Regions from separate parts of the Sus scrofa genome. Here region 1 is linked to region 2. The links are chromatin contacts, called in public promoter capture Hi-C maps. All regions are on one chromosome and are shown on one strand. Each heading gives the region's core, a stretch centred on a gene start, on an enhancer-like site or on the middle of the called end of the contact. The rest is flanking DNA. Distances are from core to core; before and after follow the strand shown. Region 1 holds the start of XYLB (xylulose kinase). Region 2 holds the start of MYD88 (myeloid differentiation primary response 88).

Region 1 (6,591 bases), core at 1,020-3,519, 200 kb after region 2:
AAACAAAAAAACAAAACAGTTAACTAACCAGGTCACCTCAACTGAAAACTTGGGCATTACATTTGACTTTTCCCTCCCTCAGTCCATGGGGTTCTAAGTATCTCCTGAATCCATCTGCTTCTCTCCATCCTCAGCACCTCTGAGGCATAAGCCCTAGTTCAGACCACCTCCAAACACATTCTAATTTTCCCTTCTTCCCCTTTGTCTCCCTTCTCCACACAGCATTTTGAGTGACCTTCCTAATCTGCAAATCTGATTATGTGACTCCTCTTCTGAGCTTTGCCCTCAGGTTGTGGTACCCTTAAGGACCCCAGGAGGATAGGAGCCTTGCTAGGGACTGTGGGCAATCTGGTCAATTGATAAGAGATGCTTCAGGGCAGTCTCTACTCGGTTCCCAATCAGAGCAGGAGTTCTTTGACAGGCTCTATGCAGGGATCCAGGTTCAAGTTTGGAGGCTGATAAGCAAAAGACCAGCCTCAGGCCATTGCAACCTGGGCATCAACAACAGGAGGACAACATGGGTGGTATGGACACCTTGGGTTTTTTCTTGTTTTGGCCTCCCCTGAGGCCTGTTCAAATTCCCGGGCCAGGGATCAAATCTGCATTATAGCAGTGACCCAAGCCATAGCAGTGTCAATGTCATATCCTTAACCCACTAGGCCACCAGGAAACTGTAGGTATTAATAACTCAGAATTAAGATTTCTGTCTTTAGAGTTACCTCTGTGGCTCAGCAGCTTAAGAACCTGACTAGTTCCAAATAAGACAGCTTGGAGGGTGGGGAGATGCGCTGGGGTTTGGGCTGGAAATGCTATAAAATTTGGTTGTGCTGATTGTTGTACAACTATAAATGTAATAAAATTCATTGGGGGGGGGAAGAACCTGACTAGTATCCATGAGGATGCAGGTTTGATCCCTGGTCTCACTCAGGGGGTCAGGCATTGCTGTGAGCTGTGGTGTAGGTTGCAGAGCAGCTTGGATCCCATGTTGCTACGGCTGTGGTGAAGGCTGACAGCTGTAGCTCCGATTCGACCCCTCACCTGGGAACTTCCGTATGCCACAGGTGTAGCCCTAAATGATTTCTGTCTTTGGAGTTCCTGCTGTGGCATAGCAGTTTAAGGATCCAGCGTTGTCTCTGCACAATGGGGTTAAGGATCCTGTGGCCAGAAAAGAAAAAATTCTATCTTCATTCTTTGCCAATGGATCAGACAGTGGGTGTGTAGTCTCCTTACACAGGCAAATGGCCTCCACACCTCTGGTTTTCTCTGGAGTGAAAAGGCTGTTCTATTAAGAGAAAGGATGAGTCATCAAAATGAGGCAGATGCCATAACCCATAGAGAAAGGCACCCCTCACCAAGAGTAGGTCTCCCTCTGAGGCAGCCTGAGACAGAGCCAGTAGCCTTGGCCTTCGAGAGCCTTTTATATTTTCCCCTGGGCCTTCTCACAAGGCTCTCCAGCAAATTGTCTTGTTTACTGGTTAAACACCTAAGCTCTGGAGCCAAACTCTCTAGATTTGGGTCCAGCTCTGCCACTGACCTTGGGACCTTGGGCTAAGAGGAGGATCTGGGCTCTAAGCAGTTCAAGTTCAGCAAGAGAGATACGGGTAATCAGACCATTCCATCAGGGCTCTGCTGGGCTGGGAGCTCCCGGGAAGAGCATCTCACTTGAGTAGGTGCCGGGAGGCCATCCAGGGGACACACCAGAGGGAATAAGGGGATGAGGAGGTGTCTTCAGCTGTAGGAATTAAGGGAGTGGGTCTGATTTGGTTCTCACCCCCCGTCACCATGCATGGCACAGGTGACACCATCAACACCAGCTGATCTCAAGGACAAAAGAGCCCCAGATGGAGGGGGTGGGGGGCTCAGGCTCTGACTTTAAATACAGAGGTGAGATGTGGCACATGTCAGAGCTGGGGAATTACTCAATTTGCTGGCTCAGGACAGGGCCTGCTGGAGCCCAGTGCCTCCATCCCCAGGGCACATTTCCCTGTGTCACCACCATCAGTGGACAGCTTCTCCAGCACGAGAGACAGCCATGGCTGTCCCCAGGGCCACCAGAGAGACAGGCAAGGACAAGCTGGCTTAAAGGTGAATCCTTTGGCCAAGGCGTCCTCCGAGGGAAAGCAGACTGTTAGGGCCAAGCCTTTGCAGGGAGCACGATGGGAGGTGGGGCGAGGCGAGGCGGGATGGGGTTGGAGGGAGAGGGCTGCGTGGAGGACCCTGGTGTGAACAGCAGGCCGTGACTGAGTCGCTGCACGTCCCCCGCCCTGCCCACCGGCAGGCGGCGCCAGAGAGCCAGGCCGCGGGGTCCCAGGGTCTGGCGTCCAGCCGGGCGGGGCGAGGGGCGGGCCCTGGCGTGACCGCGTTGGAGCTTGCAGACAGTCCCGCGGCGGGAGCGACCCGTAGCCGGAACCTCCGCAGCCATGGCCGAACACTCAGCTCGCCACTGCTGCCTGGGATGGGACTTCAGCACGCAGCAGGTATCAACGCGGGCCCAGACCAGCCGGGCGTAGCCGCCCTCTTTGCAACATCGGGCGGGCTGGCGGCGTGAACCAGGCACCCGGAACCCTGGGCCACGCCACGGGCGCGCCTTTTCTAGGGCTTCCCGGCTGTGCCTGCCGGTGCCTACAGCGCGGGAGATGCGACCGTGACCCGGCCTGGACCCCCGGTCCTTCCAGAAACGGCTCCCCCACCCCCACCCCACCCCACCACCGTGTCCCCTACCCCCGCAGGACCCTGCGGGCACGTAGCTGGAAAGCTCCCAGAGGGCCCTGGGGACCAAAGGGTTCACGCCCCCTGGGCGCAGTTGGTGGAACCCAAAGAATTCAGCTACTGTAAGAGAGAGGACCAGACAGACAGGTAGGCACACAGGCAGAACCAGTGACCTAGAACTAGAACACCGCTTGAAGCCTTTTTTAAAAAGCGAAATTGGCACAGTATACACATGAACTTTGTCCCACCTGTGACAGCCATTGGTTGGCACCAGTGTGCTGGGTTAACCTGCGTGCCCAGGGCCCTACAGACAGGCAAGCTGAGGCAAAATTTGCCTTCAGATTGGGCCTGTGGTGTCCAGGGGCTCCTTCTCCTTAACTTGGGAAATTAACACAGTTGCAGTCAAACCTTTCTCTGTGAATGGATCTCCGGAGCAAGGCTGTGACCAATCCCTTACCAGAAAGCCCTGTGACCCTTGGTCAGGTTGTCTTGCTAGGCCTCATTTTCTGCATCTGTCTAAGAAAGGAGTTGTACCCTTGGGTTTGGAGGTCTGCTCCATTGGGAAGTGTCTCTGGTCCTTGGGAACAGCCCAGGGGCCTTGCCTGATCTCTCAGACCCCTGCAGGTGCGGAGCCCCAGAGACATCTCCAAACCCACCTCGTATTCCTTCTCCTCTAGGACTTTCTCAGACCTCGTTGCTTGACATAGGAACCAGCTTATCTACCTCTAGAAGAATATCCACCTCTAGAAGGCCTTGGCTCTGGCTGTTTGGAGGACAAAAATTCCCTGAGCTGCATGGGTGTTCGACTTAGCCTCAGCTTCTTCATTTTACTAAGTCTTTGGACATGTCCCCCGATGAGACCTCTGTTACCATGGTTACAGTGATGCACTCGGGCCTCAAGGAGGTCTCCAGGCAGAACCACTTTCTAGCGAGTTGAGCTACATTTGGTGATGTTCATATCCTTAGACCAGGTAGAAACTGAGGAAAATTCTGTACCTTACTTTTTTATTTTATTTTAATTAATTAATTAATTTTGTCTTTTTAGGGCTGCACCGGCACATGGAGGTTCCCAGACTAGGGGCTGAATTGGAGCTGTAGCTGTTAGACTATGCCACAACCACAGCCATGCTGGATCTGAGCGGCATCTGCAACCTACACACAGTTCACCGGGATGCCGGATCCTTAACTCACTGAGCGAGGCCAGGGATCCAACCTACATCCTCATGGATACTAGTCAGATTTGTTTCCACTGAGCCACAATGGGAACTCCCCTACCTTACTTTTTAAAATGCCTTCCAGGTAAAAGTTGTTGCTGTTGATGCAGAGCTGAATGTCTTCTATGAGGATAGTGTGCATTTTGACAGAGACCTTCCAGAATTCAGGTATGTACCTAGTGTGTAAGTATGGGGGCGGGGGTTGGGCTCCTCCCTCAACATTTTACATTTGTAAACCACACTATTCTGGCTACATCAAACTGTGGGAGGGTGGTCTTGGTGGATCTGTCAGCATCTTTCTGCGATGCCTGGGTTGTGCTCTCCTGCATTCCTTCCCATTCTGCTCACTACTTCATATACATAGCTGAGACTTTGTGCCAGCACTGTGCTGAAATTTGATACTGATCCAAAAAGAGGCATATGGTCCTTGCTCTCCCAGAGCTTCAACTGAGGGAGAGAGATTGATATTAATCAAAGACGCTCACAAAAGAATATTTGGTTGTAAACTCAGAGAAGGCCATTGAAGGAAAGGAACTATCTTCTTCATCTGTTTATTTTAAAGGAATTAGACACAAACTTGGGAGAATGGGTTAGGGAATATACCTAAGGAAGTAGTGCTTAAGCCAAGATATGAATGAGTGGGGTTAACCAGGTGATAGATGGTAGAGAGGAACGGGCATGTGCAAAGTCCCTGTGGCAAGGAGCGCTGCTCATTCATGGGACTGAAGAAGGCCATGGTGGCTGGGGAGCAAAGAGGGAGGTGGAAGCTGGGCTGGGCCATATAGGCCATAGAATACAGTTTATCTTTATCCTAAAAGCTTTGGTTACCCACTGAAGGGCGATAGGGATGTGTGTGTGTGTGTGTGTGTGTGTGTGTGAGACGTTGTTGTATTGTGTGTGTGGGGGGTTGTTTGTTTGTTTGTTTGTTTAGGCCATCCCATGGCATATGGAGTTCCCAGGCCAGGGACCAGATCCCAGCCACGGCGTAGGTCACCACTGCGGCAATACTGGATCCTTAACCCATTTTGCTGGGCAAAGGATCGAACCTGTGTTCTAGCACTCCAGAGATGCTACCAATCCCTTTGTGCCGCAGCACGATCCAACATGGCTTATTTATGGGTTTTGTTGGAGTTTTTTGTTTTTTGTTTTTTTGTTTTTTTGGGTTTTTTTTGTCTATTTAGGGCTGCACTCGTGGCATATGGAAGTTCCAGGCTGGGGATCGAATTGCAGCTGCCAGCCTATGCTACAGCCACAGCAACTCAGGATCCTGGCTGTGTCTGCCACCTAAACCATACCTCACGACAATGCCAAATCGTTAACCCACTGAGTGGGGCCAGGGATCAAAGCAGTATCCTCATGGGTTTGTTACCACTGAGCCATGATGGAAATACCCTGTATTTGTGTTTTTAGAAGATGTCTCTGGGTTCAGTGGGAGAGCAGATGGGACAAGGCCAGAGTACCATGTCGGGAGCACATTGAGGAGGTTTTTCACAGTCATCGGGGTAAGAGATGATGTTGTCTTGGAGAAAGGGCATCTGGGTGATAACAGTTGACAAATCTGGTGCAGAGTTGAAAGTGAGATGTGAAGGTGAGATTTCTGGCTGGCCTTTGGGGTGGATAGTAAACTTTGCAAAACAATTGGTTTTAGGGAGAAAGATCATGAATTTAGCTGTTAAATTGGTTTGGGAGGGCTACCAGACCAAAATACCACAGACTGGATGGTGTCAATAACAGAAATTTTTTGTCTCCTGTTTCTGGAGTCTGAAAGTCCAAGTTCAGAGCACGGCAGGTTGCTTTCTTCTCAGGTCTCTCTCCTTGGTTTCCAGATGGCTGCCTTCTTACTACCTCTCACATGGTCACCCTTCCGGCTCAGGCATGTTATTAGTGTTCTAATCTCTTTTGGGCTGCCTCCCGCAGGGTGCGGAATTTCCTGGGCCAGTGATTGAATCCTCAGCACAGTATGTGACCCAGGCCACTGAAGTAACAACACCAGATCCTTAACACAATGCACTGCAGGAGAACTCATATATGTATCTATATATCTATATCTATCTATCTATACATATATATTTTTTTTCCACCCTTTTTCAGCCTCAGCTGCAGTATATGAAAGTTCCCTGGGTCAGGGATCAAATCCAAGCCACATCTGAGACCTACACCACAGCTGGGGCAATGCCAGATACTTTAATCCACTGAGCCGGGTTGGGGTAGAAGCGGCAACCCCACAGAGACTGAATCACTAACCCATTGTGCCACAGCAGGAACTCTCCCCCAATCTTTTTTTTATAAGGACAGCAATCATCCTGGATTAGGGCCCACCCTAATGACTTCTCTGTAACTTTAGTACCTTTTTAAAGGTCCTGTCTCCAAATTCAGTCACATTCTGAGGTACTGGGGATTAGAAGTTCAACATGTAAATTTCATTTCAGTCCCTGAACTGAAACCGTTCAGTGCCTAACAGCTGTGGACTTACTGACTGAGGTGGCTGGAGAGGTCCTGGTGGACGTGTCCCTCCATGTCTATTTTATTTTACTTCATTTCCTGCTTTATCTTATATCTTATTTTATTTTATCTTTTAAAGGCCACATCTGCGGCATATGGAGGTTCCCAGGCTAGGGGTCGAATCGGAGCTGTAGCCACCGGCCTACGCCAGAGCCACAGCAACGCG
Region 2 (6,631 bases), core at 1,804-4,303:
CAAACTCCCTTTCCTATGCACCCTGCTTTTCCAAACCAGCACACACTGGGCATGGCACCTATATTTAAAGGTAGCATGGAAAGAAGAATGAAGTGCAAAGCTTGAAGTCTAAGGAAGTAGTCCTGTCTGTCAGGAAAATATTTCTGAAAATGCACACCCTGAGTGTCCTCCACCAAGCCCTGCTGGCACTCCAGGGGTGAAACAATCATTCCTGACCTAGGGGTGGCATCTATATGATGAGGCTCTCACTATATAATGTTATGTTTCCAGGCTGGAGCAGCAGAGGTGGGGAAAGGACTGAAGGTCAAGAGGCACTGGATTCAGGTCTAAGCGCTGCTGAAAATTCCCCAGGCCTCAGTTTCTCCATCTGTAGGTCAGAAGCTGGACTCGATTTTTTTGTTTTCTGCTTTGTCTTGGCCCTGCCAGTGGTACGTAGAAGCTCCCCAGCTAGGGATGCACCCGTGCCATAGCAGTGACATGAGCCAATGTAGTGACAACGCCGGATCCTTAACCCTCTCAGCCACCAGGAAACTCCTGGACCAGATGGTTTTTGACGCTCCCTCTGTTCTGCATAGACAGGACGTCCTTAACCAGTGAAGGAATAGAAAACCCTGGTCTCTGTGTCTCCTAGGGTGTTCTCAAACCCCTGTGCCAAGACTCTTGGCGTTGAAATGTCTATCACCTGACACCCCTCCTTTATACCGTACTAAATATGCACAAGGTACCGGAGGCAGGAGTAGAGGGCGGAAGACCTAAAAAGATGATTAAATTCAGCTGCTTCGAATCTGTGACATTCCCCTCAGGGAAAACACCTGGCAGGTGGAGCAATGTTTGAGGAGGGGTTTGGCGGGTTGGGAAGGCGAAGCCCGAGCACAAGGCCCGGATTAGTGTGCTCACCCACGCAGATATCCCCTAGCTGGGCTGGGCTCAGCTTGACATCCTGGAGAACCGCGGTCATGACTGCAGAGAGAAGCTCGTCAGGGGTGGTGTCCTGCAGCGAGAAGCGCGGCCGAGATAATCCCCCGCTGGCGGCGGAGCTCGGGATTCCCGGGAACCCTCGCTCTCCAAGTCGCACCCCAGAGAGAGCGGTCGCAGCTCGAGCGCGGAGACCCTACCGACGCCGAGGGAAACCGAACAGAGGAACCAAGACCCCAGCCCTCCCTGGGCATCCGTCTCACACCCAGCGCCCCGGGCCAGGGGCCTCACCTTGAAGCCGCCGCGGCCGGATCGGCCAATGGCTGTGCGCCGTCCGTGCACCACCACTATGTCCTCCGCCGACGCCAGAGGATGGCTGCTGCTACAAGGTTCGGCCTGCGGCGCCGGCGCCAAATCCGAAGTGGGCTGGGCCTTCAAGTGGCCCAGCACAACCTGCAGCCTCCACATCGCGTAACTCGGCGGGGTAAATCTTCAGCCAGCAGACCACTGAAGACCGAAGCCAATAGACCACCACCCGCGCAGGAACTACACTTAAGTCCACCGGGTCCTAAACCCCGCCCACGGCTCCTAAGCCCCGCCCACGGCTCCGTGCGTCTAACAGGCCCTTCCCTCTAAAGAGTCTCGCCCCAGCCAACCAGAAGACGAATTTGCCTGAGGTCCCGCCCCCAGCCGCAAATCAAACCTCCTAAAGCTGGACCCAAGAGGATCTTTCCACTCAAAGCCCGCCTACAGGAGCCTGCAGCTGCGAGCCGGTAGGTGAACTTTCCTGAAGCCCCGCCCAGAAATGCAGTTCGGAAACCTTACCGCTTGCAGCTCCGAAACCTTTCCGCTTGCAGCTCCGCCTACCCGAGGCGGGTCTCCAGAAGTTCCTTCCGTGTCTTGAACCAAACTTCGCCACTGCCAGGATTTCCTTTCCCTACAACCCTGCCCACTGCCCGCCGCCAAACAGAAGGCGGGCCTGTCAGAAGCGCCGCCTACAGCTTCTGGCTCGGCGCTCTTACCCTTTCCTAACTTTCTCTTCAGTCTCCCCCAAGCTGGGGGACCTAAATAATTCCGAGACCGCCCAGAGCCAACCCAGACGAGCTTGTGCTCTCCTGGGAAATCTTTCGAGAGGAACTGGGAACTCTGGGACGGTAGGAGAACGGATCGTATAAAGGTGCCGAGATGAGACAGGCTCCCTATCTGGAGAAAGGGCCTCATACTTTTTTTTAAATAACAATTTTACAGTCATTGGGGATGGTTTGATTAGTGCCCACCTCCGCCACTAGGCTGGGGTCTCTAAGGCAGGGAAAGACTCTGTATCCAGGGTGCCTGCAATATACTTGACACTTAACAGGTGATCACTAAATACCTATCGAATGAGCGAATGAATCAAAACTCCCCAGATCAGGACGGCGTTCCCTGCCTCCTGAAGAGCAAGGCCAGGTGCCTGCTTGACTCTCAGCGGAAATGTGTTTTCCCATACCCCAGAGGGTAGTACCGGGGTTCTCTTCGACGCGGAAGGCCAGTGTGTCCTGTTATCCCAATCACGGAGGATGAGACCCCCACTTTTCAAGGGTCCTCAGGCTCCAGAAGGCAGTATGCCTTTTCCCACCTCCACCTCTGAGTGCACAGCCGAGGATTTCCCCGTGGTCTTAGAGGCAGGATTGCGTGTTCCACCAAAATTTGGTGTTTGGGAGACGGCAGAGCCGATGCCTGTCCCCTTGCCCCTTCCCCACCATTCTGGAGGGCAGGACCGTATGAACCCCTCAGATCCCCAATGGAAAGGTTGTAATTCCACCAGAACGCAAAGGGCAAGGTCCCTGTTTCCTATAACCCTCCAAGGAGGGTCGTCGTCCCACCGCCGTAACAGACCCTTGAAGACAGGAGGAAAGACAGCTTCACGGACCTCAAAAGGCAGGTTCCCAGGCTCCACAACCCCCGTCCCCCGAGATCCTGAGAGCTGAGACGGGGCGTCCCCCACCTCCACACATCTGCTGGGCTCCAGATTGTAGGGCAGGGTGGCGCTTCTCGGAAAGAGAAACAGGCGGGGCGGGACCAGGAGGGCGGGGTGGCTTTATGGGAAGGAGGAAGCACAGGCCCACAAGGCGACTCGACAGCGCGGAGGCTCCCCGGCGGCCCGCCATGGCTGAAGGAGGCTCCGGAGCGGAGTCCGCGCCCCCCACCCCCTCCATGTCCTCCCTGCCTCTGGCAGCGCTCAATGTGCGAGTGCGGCACCGCCTGTCGCTCTTCCTAAACGTGCGGACGCAGGTGGCTGCGGACTGGACTGGGCTGGCGGAGGAGATGAACTTCGAGTACCTGGAGATCCGGCGGCTGGAGACGCATCCCGACCCCACGCGCAGCCTGCTGGACGACTGGCAAGGACGCCCTGGCGCCTCGGTGGGCCGCCTGCTCGAGCTGCTTGCCAAGCTGGGCCGCGACGACGTGCTGGTGGAACTGGGGCCCAGCATTGGTGAGGACGTTCTCTTCGCCGCATATCCAAGTTGCCAGGGTGGGGGTGGGGGTGTGTGAAGGCGCTGACCTTCACTCGCCTCAGCATCCATCCCTCCTTTCCCGCCTGGGGTGGAGGGTGGTGGTAATCTAGGGGTAAAGAGGGAGACACTGGAGGCAGCATGTATGGGGGAACCGCGCAGAACCAGTTCCCTCTTTCAATAGCCGGGTATGATAGGGGCTAGAGAAAGGAGGTGAAGGCCTGGAAAGGCAGAGAAGGAAGGAAACAGCTCAGGCAAAGGCTTTCAAGCAGGTCCAGGAATCAGAATTGGGATCCTCTGTAGGGGACTTGGGACTGCTTCAAGTAGAGCAGCAGGGCAGATAAGGGACTGAAAGCTGACAATCTTGGAAACCTCAGGTTCCTAGAAAATGCATCCTTTTCCGCTACTTGCTGACACGTATCTGCACAGGCATGGGGACAGTGGCCCATAGATGGGCACACCTTGCTTGGTTGGGGCCACTGCCCTAGCTGCACATAAACCACCAGTCTCCTGAGTTCTTATATGCCCTGCTCACATCAGCTGTGGATCCTAAAAGAAGCAGATTGTGGATTCTATTCTCAGGAGCCCTACCTAGGAAGTGGGAGTCAGGGGGGCAAAGAGAGAGAGACACACAAGCCTGAACTTAATGTCTTCCATCACAGCCAGAACACCACTGACATCCCTTTACAATGGCCAGAGACAGGTGGGAGCTCACCTTTTCAGAGCTGTTAAACTCTGGATGGCACCAATGGGCTGGAGAAGCCCCGGAGCCAACATGACCTGGGAGGTGGGACAGGGGCTGGGTCTGGACTGTGGAAGAGGCACGGAGTACCTCTGGGGAGCTGGCCACACTTTGTCTCTTCCTCACAGAAGAGGACTGCCGAAAGTATATTCTGAAGCAGCAGCAGGAGGCAGCTGAGAAGCCTTTACAGGTGGACTCTGTAGATAGCAGCATCCCTTGGATGTCAGGCATCACCATTCGAGATGACCCCCTGGGTAAGTGCCCAGTACTTCCTTCCTAGGCCACAGGACACTGCGGTGTTAAGAGCATGGATGTGGCACTTTGGGCAAGACACTTAATCTCTCTGAGCTTTATTTTCCTAAGAAACAGGAAGAGTAGTAGTCTTATCTCTGGGTTTGGCATGACAGTTTCATATGATGTATCTGTCTCATGGTCAGCCTAGGGCTTAGCTGGGGGGTGGGGGTAGGGTGCTCATCTTTCCTCTCCTAGGAAAGACCCTTTCTCTGAATAGTGTCATCTCAGAATTGTGTAGGGTCTGGGACCAGGGGTGCTTAGTCTTGGGGCACCTGACTGGGTTCCTCCCCAGCCATCCTGTAGAGCTCTGACCATAACCCTTGTGCTCTGCACCCAGGGCAAATGCCTGAGCATTTTGATGCCTTCATCTGCTACTGCCCCAGCGATATCCAGTTTGTGCAGGAGATGATCCGGCAGCTGGAACAGACCAACTATCGGCTGAAGTTATGTGTGTCTGACCGAGATGTCCTGCCTGGCACCTGCGTCTGGTCCATTGCTAGTGAACTCATTGAAAAGAGGTTGGCTAGGTGGCCAAGGGACAAGTGGGTGGGTGTACAAAGCCCTGCCAGGGATCCTGATGCTGAGATCCTCCCAGCTGGACCCTGGCTAGCCTGAGAACAGGGGACACCTCTAAAGGCTGTCCCATGGGGGTGTGCTGAACAAGGTCACCACAGTGCCTGCAGCCTGCTCACTCTCCCGTAGGTGCCGTCGGATGGTAGTGGTTGTCTCTGATGATTACCTGCAAAGCAAGGAATGTGACTTCCAGACTAAGTTTGCACTCAGCCTCTCTCCAGGTAAGCTCCGCTCTGCTCTTGCCACAGAGGAGTAAGTGGGGTTTCAAAATGCCAGCCTTCCTTCACCAAGGGCCATGGATGCAGCCCCAAGAACTCCGGCAGGTCTCTATACACATGACTCTGTGTGTGCACATGAGTGCCCTTTGTGTGGGTGAGTGTCTGCCAGAGGTGGTTAGTTGGAAGGGGGCTGTTGTTAAGCTCTGAACTGGGGACCGATCCCATCCCACGTGGGTGAGAGCCTGCTGCCAGCTCTGCACTCCTTGGCTTGCAGGTGCCCATCAGAAACGACTGATCCCTGTTAAGTACAAGTCAATGAAGAAAGAGTTCCCCAGCATCCTGCGGTTCATCACTGTCTGTGACTACACCAACCCCTGCACCAAGTCCTGGTTCTGGACTCGCCTTGCCAGGGCCCTATCCCTGCCCTGAACTGCCCTGGGTCCCTGGGTGTGCATCCATCTGTCTGCCTGTACATGTACTTCTGCAGCTGTAGGGGGAATGTGTGTGCTCCACTGGCCTCTTGATTCCTGGACATGGCAACTCCACAGACCAGCTGAAGCCACTGTACATATCTGGACATCACATCTCATGTCCTAAACAGAACAGGCAGCAGCAAGTGGCACGCCCGCTTGCTGGGTTATAAGCCAGGACAGTGGAAACCAGAGCCAGCTGGGACTAAGAGGTGGACCAGAAGAGCCAGCTCTTACCCATCCACACATCTTAGACCTCAGTTTCTCGGTAGAGAACTATGTGGCTGTGTTCGAAGCACTGTGGGAAATAGGGAATCATTGTTCTGAGTCTCCTGGGGGAGACAAATCTTGGCTGAGAGAGAGCTGGCGGCCTGGCACATGCTGACCACTGCTGGAACCATGGCACTGCTGGGACAGCTGCTTCCACAAGGGTGCCTGCTGATGCTTTGAGGTCTCATTGCCCCACCTCACATCCCACTTCCTCTTGCCCCAGGGACAGATGGGGAACCAGGCTGGCTCAGCACAAGGAGATCTTGCATTAAGCCTGATTCCCCAATGGGTCCACCTCTCATCTGCCTCTTTGATTCCACCCAGCCTCTGCCCACCTCCAGTGTGCTAAGTCCCCAAGAGACTGGCCTGAGCGTCTGGGACTGCTTTTCATTTGTGTCAAGTGCCTGTGGTCCCATGCTCAGCTCTGCCCTGCATGAGATGGGATTCCCAACTTCTGACATCTCCATCAGCTCACCATGGCAGAATGAGCAGGTAGCCTTCCTCTTTGGACCGCCCAGAGAGAACATTCCAACCAATATTCTGTATTAACTGCCTTACGAAGTTGTTTTCTGGGACTAGTTTACAGTGACCACACAAGAGCCTCCTGCCCCAAAGCCTGTGGACACACGGACACATACAAGCTCACACGCAGAGACG

What was found. Promoter capture Hi-C pulls out the DNA fragments that hold promoters and counts their contacts.
Region 1: a promoter capture Hi-C map of liver shows a contact between it and region 2, with 5 times the contacts expected there. The contact joins the promoter of XYLB here to the promoter of MYD88 in region 2. A contact is called at or near these places in 2 of 5 promoter capture datasets (fetal liver and liver), 4 of 47 Hi-C or Micro-C datasets (liver, retroperitoneal adipose tissue and skeletal muscle) and 1 of 2 datasets of contacts at active chromatin or transcription factors (alveolar macrophages).

Annotation. Positions count from the first base shown.
Region 1 is chr13:23,171,600-23,178,190 of Sscrofa11.1, forward strand. XYLB (xylulose kinase) reads left to right here and starts at 2,270. Exons shown (of 21, transcript XM_021071667.1): 1 at 2,270-2,477; 2 at 4,009-4,091. The coding sequence starts at 2,421.
Region 2 is chr13:22,973,898-22,980,528 of Sscrofa11.1, forward strand. It overlaps MYD88 (myeloid differentiation primary response 88), which reads left to right and starts at 3,054. Exons shown (of 5, transcript NM_001099923.1): 1 at 3,054-3,388; 2 at 4,278-4,403; 3 at 4,781-4,961; 4 at 5,146-5,237; 5 at 5,509-5,671. The coding sequence starts at 3,061. The coding sequence ends at 5,663. It overlaps ACAA1 (3-ketoacyl-CoA thiolase, peroxisomal), which reads right to left. Exons shown (of 15, transcript XM_003132103.4): 4 at 1,207-3,516; 5 at 898-991. The coding sequence starts at 1,383.